2 separate regions of the Astyanax mexicanus genome follow, and region 2 is linked to region 1. The links are chromatin contacts, called in public Hi-C maps. All regions are on one chromosome and are shown on one strand. The core of a region is the stretch at or near the end of the contact, and the rest is flanking DNA. Distances in the headings are between cores, read along the strand shown.

Evidence for each region. Hi-C and Micro-C count contacts between places; a contact is called where the count stands out from the background.
Region 2: a contact with region 1 is called in a Hi-C map of muscle, with 18 times the contacts expected there. The contact joins two enhancer-like sites. A contact is called at or near these places in 2 of 3 Hi-C or Micro-C datasets (both in muscle).

The regions. Positions count from the first base shown.
Region 1 is chr18:20,489,951-20,494,873 of AstMex3_surface, reverse strand. LOC103044686 (E3 ubiquitin-protein ligase TRIM50) reads right to left here. Exons shown (of 6, transcript XM_007236750.4): 4 at 4,239-4,261; 5 at 3,718-3,848; 6 at 1,134-2,629. The coding sequence ends at 2,070. Among protein-coding and RNA genes, the nearest start is that of LOC103044686, 8.0 kb to the right of the region's middle. Within about 2 kb of position 2,418, the one cell type or tissue checked has an H3K27ac peak away from gene starts, as active enhancers do.
Region 2 is chr18:20,581,910-20,586,832 of AstMex3_surface, reverse strand. It overlaps ece2b (endothelin converting enzyme 2b), which reads right to left. Exons shown (of 20, transcript XM_049467322.1): 10 at 518-660. Among protein-coding and RNA genes, the nearest start is that of si:ch1073-280e3.1, 32 kb to the left of the region's middle. Within about 2 kb of position 2,097, the one cell type or tissue checked has an H3K27ac peak away from gene starts, as active enhancers do.

The sequences.
Region 1 (4,923 bases), core at 1,169-3,668:
AATTTAAACATCCAGAAAAAAATATATAATTAAACATGTTAGCAGGCATTATGTGCCAGGCATTTCATTATTTTATATTCTCACATTAGAAGTAGGGATTCAGGTGGATATATATAAAAATATATATTTTTTAATTAATTACAGATTTTTTTTAAACTGATATAATTTTCATATAGTTTTTTAATGTCACCGGTGTTTCATAATTAGGACGTTACTTAAGTGACTGACACCATAGAGATTCTGGAAAAATTTAAGATTTTTTTAAAAAAATTTATGGCTGCCAGAATGGCAGTTTGGGAAATTAGTTACAACAGCCTAAAGCAGAGTGATGTTTTTTTTTATTTTTATAAAATTGCATTTACAAAATTGTCATATAGTGACCTCAATATTACCTAACATGTGCGCTAAATCCTGATATTTATTATGTTTTTTGTATAGATAAAACTGACCCATCAAAGAACACCGCGGTATACAAAATGTGTACAGGACATTTTAAAAAATATTATAATGTTGATTTAATGTTTACCTGGTTGTCCCCTTTAAATTGGGATAGTTAACTAGCTTATATAACTAGTAAGCAGTGGAGCGCTAAAGTTCAGCAACCTAGCTGCTGATTAACTAGTTAATTTTAGGGCATTGTATGTCTTCAGAAAGTGGGGCAGGTGGTGCAGCAATTAGTAATTTTTGTCCATTCCTTAATTCCTCTATGATGGGGAGCTGAAAATAGCTTTTATTTAATTTAACTTTTACATTCCACCTTAAATGCTGCCGCTTTTGCAGTCTGTTGCACCATTTAAGGTGGAATGGGAAGATTAGATAACCTTACTTGAATAGCCCACCACCGCTCTCCAACAGCTTTCCGAAATCCAGTAATTTTGTGCTTTTTTCCAGCACTCTTTACAACAGGTGCTTTGGGGCATCCACTTATCCCTGAAGATAAATTGCTTTTTACACCGTTATCCAGGCTCAAAGTAGCCCCACACCTTATTGGTAGAATTTGGAAATTTAAACAACTATGCTGCCAACACGAAAAAAAAATTATATTGGTTTAGACCCTTAATGATAAAAATGAAATTTCCTTAGTTCTGTACTGGAGCTTAATTAATAATGTACACAGATTTGAATATGTATTTTTTAGAAGTTTATTGTTATATTAGGTTCTTTATTAGCTGCTGTTGCTGCTCCTGGTATTTTTCCAGCAATCCACAACTATCATACAATACCAGAACTTTACATTCATATGGTTTTCAAAGAGTAAAGTATAGACAACAAATATAATATAAAACTTAATTATAATAATAATAACATTAATATGTCATTAATTTGCACTTAACCAATGCTTATAAGGCTTATTAGAGAACTCACCAGTGTTTTACACAATCCCACTAACCTAAGTAATTCCTTTACAACTCTTTGTCATTTATTGAGATGGAGATGACTTGTACCTTCTGTTCTGACCTGGTGTTGTCTGGCTTGGTTCTCTATTATCCTGTAGCCTGCTCTGGATCCCTGCCTTGATAGACAGTATTCCGGTCACACTCCACAGCTGTACATATAATTGTTTATCCTGCATGGACTCATAAATGGATAAACTGCTCTCACATTAGCTATAGCTATTCATTATCTCACTCATTTTCTTTTGTCCAGTTCTTCTTGTTGTTTTATTATTTGTTACGCTGTCTGTGTCAACCAGAGAAGGACCCATTCCTTCCTAGGTTTCTTCCTTGCTACTGTCACATTTGTGCTTACTCTAAAGAGGCTCAGACCTGATCTCTGTAAAGCTGCTTTGTGACAGCATTTATTTAAAAAGTGATACATAAAAATACATTTTAATTAAAGTGAATTACATGACATGGCAGCCAAGATATACAGTATGGCCCACCTCGGCTGCAGCCTAGACTTTGGAACGCAGCTCTTGTGTATCAAACAATGCACATCAAACAATGCTTACTGCAAAGCAGTAAGAAAACACAAGTGTATTAAGATCAAATGACCGAAGGAAGTCCAGAGTCTTTGAGATGCATCTTTTTAAAGCCTCAAAAAGGTTTCATAAGAAAACTGAAGGTAGGTCACACCTCGGCAAGAGGCTGGGGCAGAGAGATTGGCAGCTTGTTGGCACTGCGCTCATGCCAGCATACGTCAAACAGCGGGTACACCTTCCCCTGCAGCTCAGCCTGATAGGAGTAGATAGTTACCAGCTCGTCTGGACTGTCCGCATTGTAGAACGTCATCTCTCCTCTTTCATAGTCCAGGAAGACCCCCAGGCGCTGGGGATGGGTTGTGAGGGGCAGCGTGACTCGTGGGTTAGCAAAAGCCTCGTACAGTCGGCCTTCCTTCAGCCCAATCAGCCAAACTCCACCCTCTGGGCTCTTGGTCAGCTTATTCTTGCGCGATGTGGTTCCTTTGATTAGGCCGAGCCGCCACTTTGGCTTTTGGCCCACCTGGACCTCCCAGTAATGCTTCCCTGAGGAGAACCCGCGACTGGCCAGCACACAGTAGCTGTAGCTGAAGCGCTCTGGATTATTGGGCAGGCGGTTCACAATGACACCGCACTCCACACTCGTGAGGTGCTCGTTGAGTTGCAGCATGGGATGAGCTGTGAGAGGGTCAAACTTCAGATGCTCAGGAGCTGTGGAATGAGTATAAAGTGGACCTATGTTCGATATGTATTTTTATTTGTGAAGACATAATGTTCTATTATTAAATGCTTGCTAATTTTTTAAATAAAATGAAATAAAAACCTGATGCTTATGTAATAAATCCCAATAATATTACTGGCTGGAAAAAGCATCCATGAATAGCATTGGTGATCTGGAAAACTTGCCATTTCTGGCATATTGTTATCTTGGCAACAGGTAACACAGGTGCGCCACTGACTGAATACAACCTAGACAGACATCAACAGGCAAATTTTGCTTTTTGGATACGCAGCAGTGCACAAACCCAATTGCATGCCTGTTGGCAGCTATGCAAACTTTAACATCAATATGAAACATAATACAAACTATTTTTTTTTTCTCTGCTGAGAAGCATTGGACATGTCCAAGTAGCTGCGCCACTAAAATAGCAATCTGCCAAAGACGGCCCACCGAAAAAAAAAAATCAGGAGTTTAATGATTCAGCTCTAATAAGAGTTTATTTATGCTTGAATTGATGCTTGTATTTCCATTTTTCTTCAGAAAACATTTAGTGCTGATTGGATGACAAGTTAAAACACAGTCCATTATGTTTTTTGATTTGACATTCAGCAGTGTTAGAAAGTCATCAAATATCTGGCAGCGGCGTTGAAAGGTTTTATGCTGTTCATTTACAAATTATAAATTACAATAATTTAAAATATAAATTTGGACTCACTCTGAAGTGCCCTCTAGTGTCTGAACAAATATAAAGACATTACCAAGTAGTGCTTCTTCTCTCCTCACTACATATTTACTGTCATAAAGGTAACACATCGATATTTGTGAACATGAGAATGTTATTGTCTTTTGTTTGTGTCTAATGTCTTATGTTTTATGTAAATACAATTGAGTTTATAGTTTATTAACTTCCTCTTTAAGTACCACCTGGTGTCCAAATAATAAAAAGTTTTAAAGAGTCCATATTTGTCTTTACTAGAAGAACTTATTTAAGCCTCAATAAGTGTCCCTTAAGCTATCTTTAGATTCTATTCTACTGTAAGTGCTGTGAATTCTATCAGTGACTGGACACACTTTTTACCTGGCAGAACTCTCCTGTGTAATCTCTTCCACACAGCGATTTTGATGTCACTGTGATTGAAGCCTGGTTTGAAGCTAATGGAGCTGTAGGTTCTCTCCTTCCTCTTTTCTCTCTGCTGGCTTTCTCTAAACCTGCAAAATCACAGAAAGCTCTGAGAGAAACTTAGATCCCACACTAAGTAACCTCACCAGAAAGTTTGAGACCATCAGAATGATGTTAAATCCAGCTGTTGTGTGTTCTGTGCTGACATTTGGAAAATGTTAAGAGTAATATATGGCTGCTTTTAGTCAGCTGGAGCAGCAAATGACGGTTAGGTTGGGAAACAACAACTGTCAACAATAATGAGATGAGAATAACATCAGTACTGAGAGTTACTTTCATCTCTATTGTTACCAAACCCTGTTTCTCATTAAAGAATTTAACGGGAAACCTCTCAGTTTTCTTTCAGACTGAACCAAACAGCTTTGCTTCCTTTAAAAGCCATTTAGATACTTAAAAATCAAAGTGTTCAGAGTTCTTACCTTGGAGCAATGGAGCTGTATTTCTGTAAAAGTAAAATCAGACAAACATTTCATAATTCATAAAATTACATTATATATATATATATATATATATATATATATATATATATATATATATATATATATAAACAGAAAACCTTATACACTTATATTTTTTTGCCATTAACTTAACACAGCATTCCTGTGGCATTAGTGTTAAGAAAATGGCTGCAACTATAAAAATAAAAAATATATATATATATACATTATTAGATGGTGATATATAACATTCATTTATTAGTATCTGACACAAATGAATGAATGTGCCGAATACGAAAATAGAGGAATACCTTTTAACTGTCACTAGAACTATATATGCCTCATACAATGTGTAAAAAAGAGAAGCTATGTGTGTTTATTTGTGCTGTAATAACTGTGTGGAGCTTAGTATTCAGCCATAATAATTATTCTATATATACAAGAACAATACCCAAGATTAGGGTTGCACACCATTCTGTTTGAGTATTATAGTTGCAATTTGTGCAGATTCAATGTGTAATATCACATAAAGCAAATAAAATCAAACACATAATGCCATGTCTTACTTGATACAAAATAAAAATGCACACACTGATATAATTTTTATAGTATATCTACCAGAAGCAGATTATACCTCTCCTATATTATTTATCTTGTTCCTATTTCC
Region 2 (4,923 bases), core at 848-3,347, 92 kb before region 1:
CTGTTCAAATTATGTAGTAAACTAAAAATTGACAAAAATGGAGATAAGTGTTTTTCATTGGACAGCGACGATATGCAGTTTCCCCTGGATTGAATATGGATGTAAGCCACAGTCGGTCACAGTCAGTCAATCAATACCACCCACTGTGCTGTCCACTGAGGGTGGTAATGCCTTTTATAATATTTTGCATTCCCAGTACACACAATACTTCACACTTATAGATGTGACATTCCCATTCTTTGGCATAAAGTATCTTGTTCAATTTACACACTGCTATCCCATGACTTTTGGCTTAAAGCATTCCCTTGTATTCCATCTTCCTCAAATCAAGCCCAGGGATCAACAGAGCAGAGAATAACCCTGAAGCACTCTGCACCTCTCCAGCCACTGTGTGCTCCTCTGGGCAAAACCAGCACAGCCTGAGAGCATTAAATACAGTCACTTAACATGTTAAAAACCTCTGAGCATTGGGGAAATACCCAGTCAGCCCTGCCTGTAACCATGGAGACAGACGTACTTGCGGTCAGTCTTGTTGATGAGCTCTGAGACCTGCTGTAGGTACTCCTTGGCGTAAACCACCACCGGCTCTGTATCGTTCAGCTCCAGGGGTGAAAGCACAGAGGACAGGTAGTCCAGCCACTCCACAGCAGGAGCCAGGGTCTGCAGAAGAATCCACAGAAACATTCACTCAGAGGATTAATCATTTTCATTACAATAATCCAATAATCCATTATTCACACAGTCTGATTACAATCACCATGTATTTATTATTTAATAATATTGCCACTTATTTACTATCAACCAATGTGCAATATCACTCGTCATACTGTCATACTGTGGAACCATGTTTTTTCTAGTTTTTCTAGATTTATATGTTTTCATTAGTATTATATTCTCTTGTATTTCTTGAATATATACAAGAATCAGTTTCTCCGATTTTGCTATTTATAGGTATATGTTTGAGTAAAATTAGCATAGTTGTTTTATTCTATAAACTACAAACATTTCTCCCAAATTCCAAATAAAAATATTGTCATTTGGAGCATTTATTTACAGAAAATGAGAAATAGCTGAAATAACCAAAAAGAAGCAGAGCTTTCAGACCTAAAATAATGCAAAAGAAAGAAGTTCATATTTATAAAAGTTTTAAGAGTTCAGAAATCAATATTTGGTGGAATAACCCTGGTTTTTAATCACAGTTTTCATGCGTGTTCTTGGCATGTTCTCCTCCAGCAGTCTTACACACTGCTTTTGGATAACATTATGCCACTCCTGGTGCAAAAAAAAAAGTCAAGCAGTTCAGCTTGGTTTGATGGCTTGTGAGTTTTTTTTTGTAAAATCAAAGAAACTCATAATTTTAAGGGGTCTAATTTTTCCGGTAGATTTTATATATTATTTGTATATTTTCTGACATTTCTGTCCCATTGCAAAATTCCTGCTGTGGGATTAAAAAGGGTTATTTAACTTTATCATGATCCATTAAGATTACAACTATTTGATTATTCAGGAAAATACAATTATTAGTCTGCCATTAATTTTCACATTAAACAAGACAATACTACTAGTTACAACTAGTGATTATTTTTTTCCCCCATTTGCTCCCTTATGATTACGATTACTGAATTAATTGGAGAAAAGAAAATCAATGTTAGTTTGTCAAAACTATTTTCAAGCTAAATATATACAAGACAATTATATTAGTAAAGTTACAACTAGTGATTATTTCCATAATTGATCATTTGCCCATTAATAATTTTTTAATTACTTGATTTTTTGAGAAAATAACTTTATTGATCAACTTGAAAAAAATTCAGTCTAAAAAACAAACAACCATTTTCTTTTTAATAATCTTGATTAGCTGTTGCACAACTCTACAGCAGTGTCGTCCTAGCATCGTGTCACTTCAGATTATGCAAATAAAGTCTTCCTAACTGGTCCACAATAGTTTACATTTTTTATTAGCCGCGCTAGAAAGAATTTTGTAATTGCCAGACGAGTCGCGTCACCGTTTAACTCTCCAGCCTGCAGCTGGATGGAACATCTGACATGCAGAACAGCCCATGAAGGGGTCATGAACCCCATTACCATGGCCTTGGGAGACTCAGCTGTTTGCTGGCTGAGTGGAACACTCCCCAGACTCGGGATGAGCTGCACAGTCAGAAAGCACTCTCCTACTAATACTGCTGAAAGCAAAACACATGAATATTCTATGCAGCTATTTAGTCTTGTATGACTTGTAGTCTTGTATGATTACAGCTCTGGCTAGAACCTTCTTAAAAATACAGGTTTTTAAATGGTTTCTGGCCTGGAACTAAGCTTCAAGGACAAATCTTTAACTAGTGTAACTCTCTCTCTCTGCATTATGTAGTTCTTCAAAAGAAGCATAACAGAAGAGTATATTCTGTTACATAACAGGGCTGTGTAGTGGAAAGAACCTGCCAATAAGATAGGCAAAACAAAACATTTGTTGCATAAAATATATTGTGATATATTTTGATACTACTGCAAGCAATTTTTAAAATTAAATATCAGGAAAATCATTGTAGTTCAAAAAATACATTTATACACACTTATCGTCAAAACAAATAGTTGCACCCAGAAGGGATCAACCTACAGGAATGAATCTTGGAGAGTAGTTGGTTCATACTGTTATGGAGTGACTCAGAATGGCAGTAGATCTTTAGTGATGAGTCCTACTTCTGTACAGAGTTCAGTGCCAGTATCAATGCTTTAAGGAGGTCCTGCATTGAACTGCATGAAAATATTGGAGCTGCATGGGAAGGATTATTGAGGACATCATTAAGAACCTCTCTAGTCTATCAGTCTAAAATATTTAAATCATTATTATTATTCCTGGTAATTTATCATTCTTCTACACAGCACCGCAATCACACCCTTCTTTCAGGGTGCAACTATTTTTCCAATGTATCTGATTAAAAGAAAAATTTACTTTTTATGCAGTCAGAACAGTGGGATTTGAAGACGGCCATCTAGTGAAAAACACAGCTAACTAGTAGTCAACACAAAATGTATCATGGTTATATAAACTAAACTTTGTATATAAACTATTAATTAAAAATGTTAATATGTTTTTGAGAATTAATCCAATAACTAATGACAATTTCCATCATCGATATTGATTAATCAATCATTTGGCAAAAACAAAAGCACAATTTTTATATTAAAAATAGAAGTATTGTCCTTTAGTACCAAAATTCACTCTCTTAATTTATAGTTATAATAACTAATTGTGATGACTGTATAGTTATTAAGTAAAAATCATTACTGTCTTTGTGAATCAAAACAGTACCACAAAACATAATATTGTGATACTTCTATATATATATATATATATATATATATATATATATATATATATAAATAATATACCCATATATCAGTTGCAAATCAGCCCCTATTTTTATCCTTAACTTCTGTAAGTTTGCTATTTTACTAGGAAGTTTGGAGTGATGGATAAAAGAACACGATGTGCATTCAGACTCTCTCCGAAACACAAACCCACAAAGAATCAGACACACTCGCCAGCAACTCTGCATTCCAGAGATCCAGACGCAATTCCAGCTGCCCAGCCCTTGGGGTGTACTGCACTCAAGCCACCATGGCCAACACTCATACACACACTAAAGCCCCTATCCACAGCCCTCACCCATGCTGTGGGAGTGTGGGAAGAGGAGAAGATGAGATGAGGGGTAAACGGTCGTCATTTCCAGTAGACCACAGTAGCAGAAGGTTATTGTCTTAATAAAGTTAAAAAGCCTGAGGGCTCTAGCTTCTGTTCAGGTAATATGTGAAGTAATAAGAAATGCATGCCACCACAGCGTGTGAAGAGTAAAAAAAGAAAAAAAAAAAGAAAAAGAAAAAAGAAGTAAAGCAGGGCTGTGTGAAGGAATGAAGACTTACAGACTTCAGGATATAAATGTTGTACATCTCAGAGGTGGCACAAGTGCCGGAAGGCTTCATTTGAGTTCAAGCAGAGGAAATTACAAAAAGTAAAAAAAAAAAAAATATATATATATATATATATATATATATATATATATATATATATATATATATATATATATATATATATATATAAATCCCTTAAAAAGTTCTACTCTGAATCGGTGATGGGGCTCAACATTGCATTAAGAGCTGGAAGTACGAGAAATAAACTATATGGACAAAAGTATTGGGACACCTGATCATTCATTCATTTAAATCAATGGTATAAAACAAGCTATCCTGCTTTTAATGGAGTAACTGTCTCTACTGTTACTGCAGGGAATGATTTCCCCCATTGCTGTGAGGATTTGTCTGCATTCAGCAAAGATTGTGCTTAAATAGTAAAAGTAAAAGTTTTTGTTGACACCAAACTTTACATGTAGACTAAAGCCCTATCCAGATGTGATTTGTTTCTCAGGGGGACGTCTGTGAGAAATATTTCACACTTCTACTCCGAGATAAAACTCTTGCATCCAGACTGCAATTGAAAAAACAGGAGGACCAGAATTTTATTTTTGTTTCGTTTAGTAGCTCCTTCATTTCCACTCACTGTTGTGTTTATGTAGTTCTCTGTGGAAACTCACGCCCAAAGTGTAATTACGGTGTGTGGTAGTGGACAAATAACTATTTATTAAACGCGAGGTGACGAAACTCAGAGATGTCAGTCTGGACAGGACTAAAATGACTAGTAGACCATGGAGTTTAGTGGAAAAACAGTAGGGAATTCAGCCTAGTATTTTCTCAGAGGATGTCTGAGAAAAACACATACATGGTCATTCCGGACAGGAATAAAAATCACATAGGACCCCCCCATAAAAGAGAAAATTATCCCAGGAGAAAAAAAAAAATCAATAAAGTGTTTTGAAAATCAAAACAAAATATCCCAATACCTTATACCCCTTGTGTTAATGTTATCTG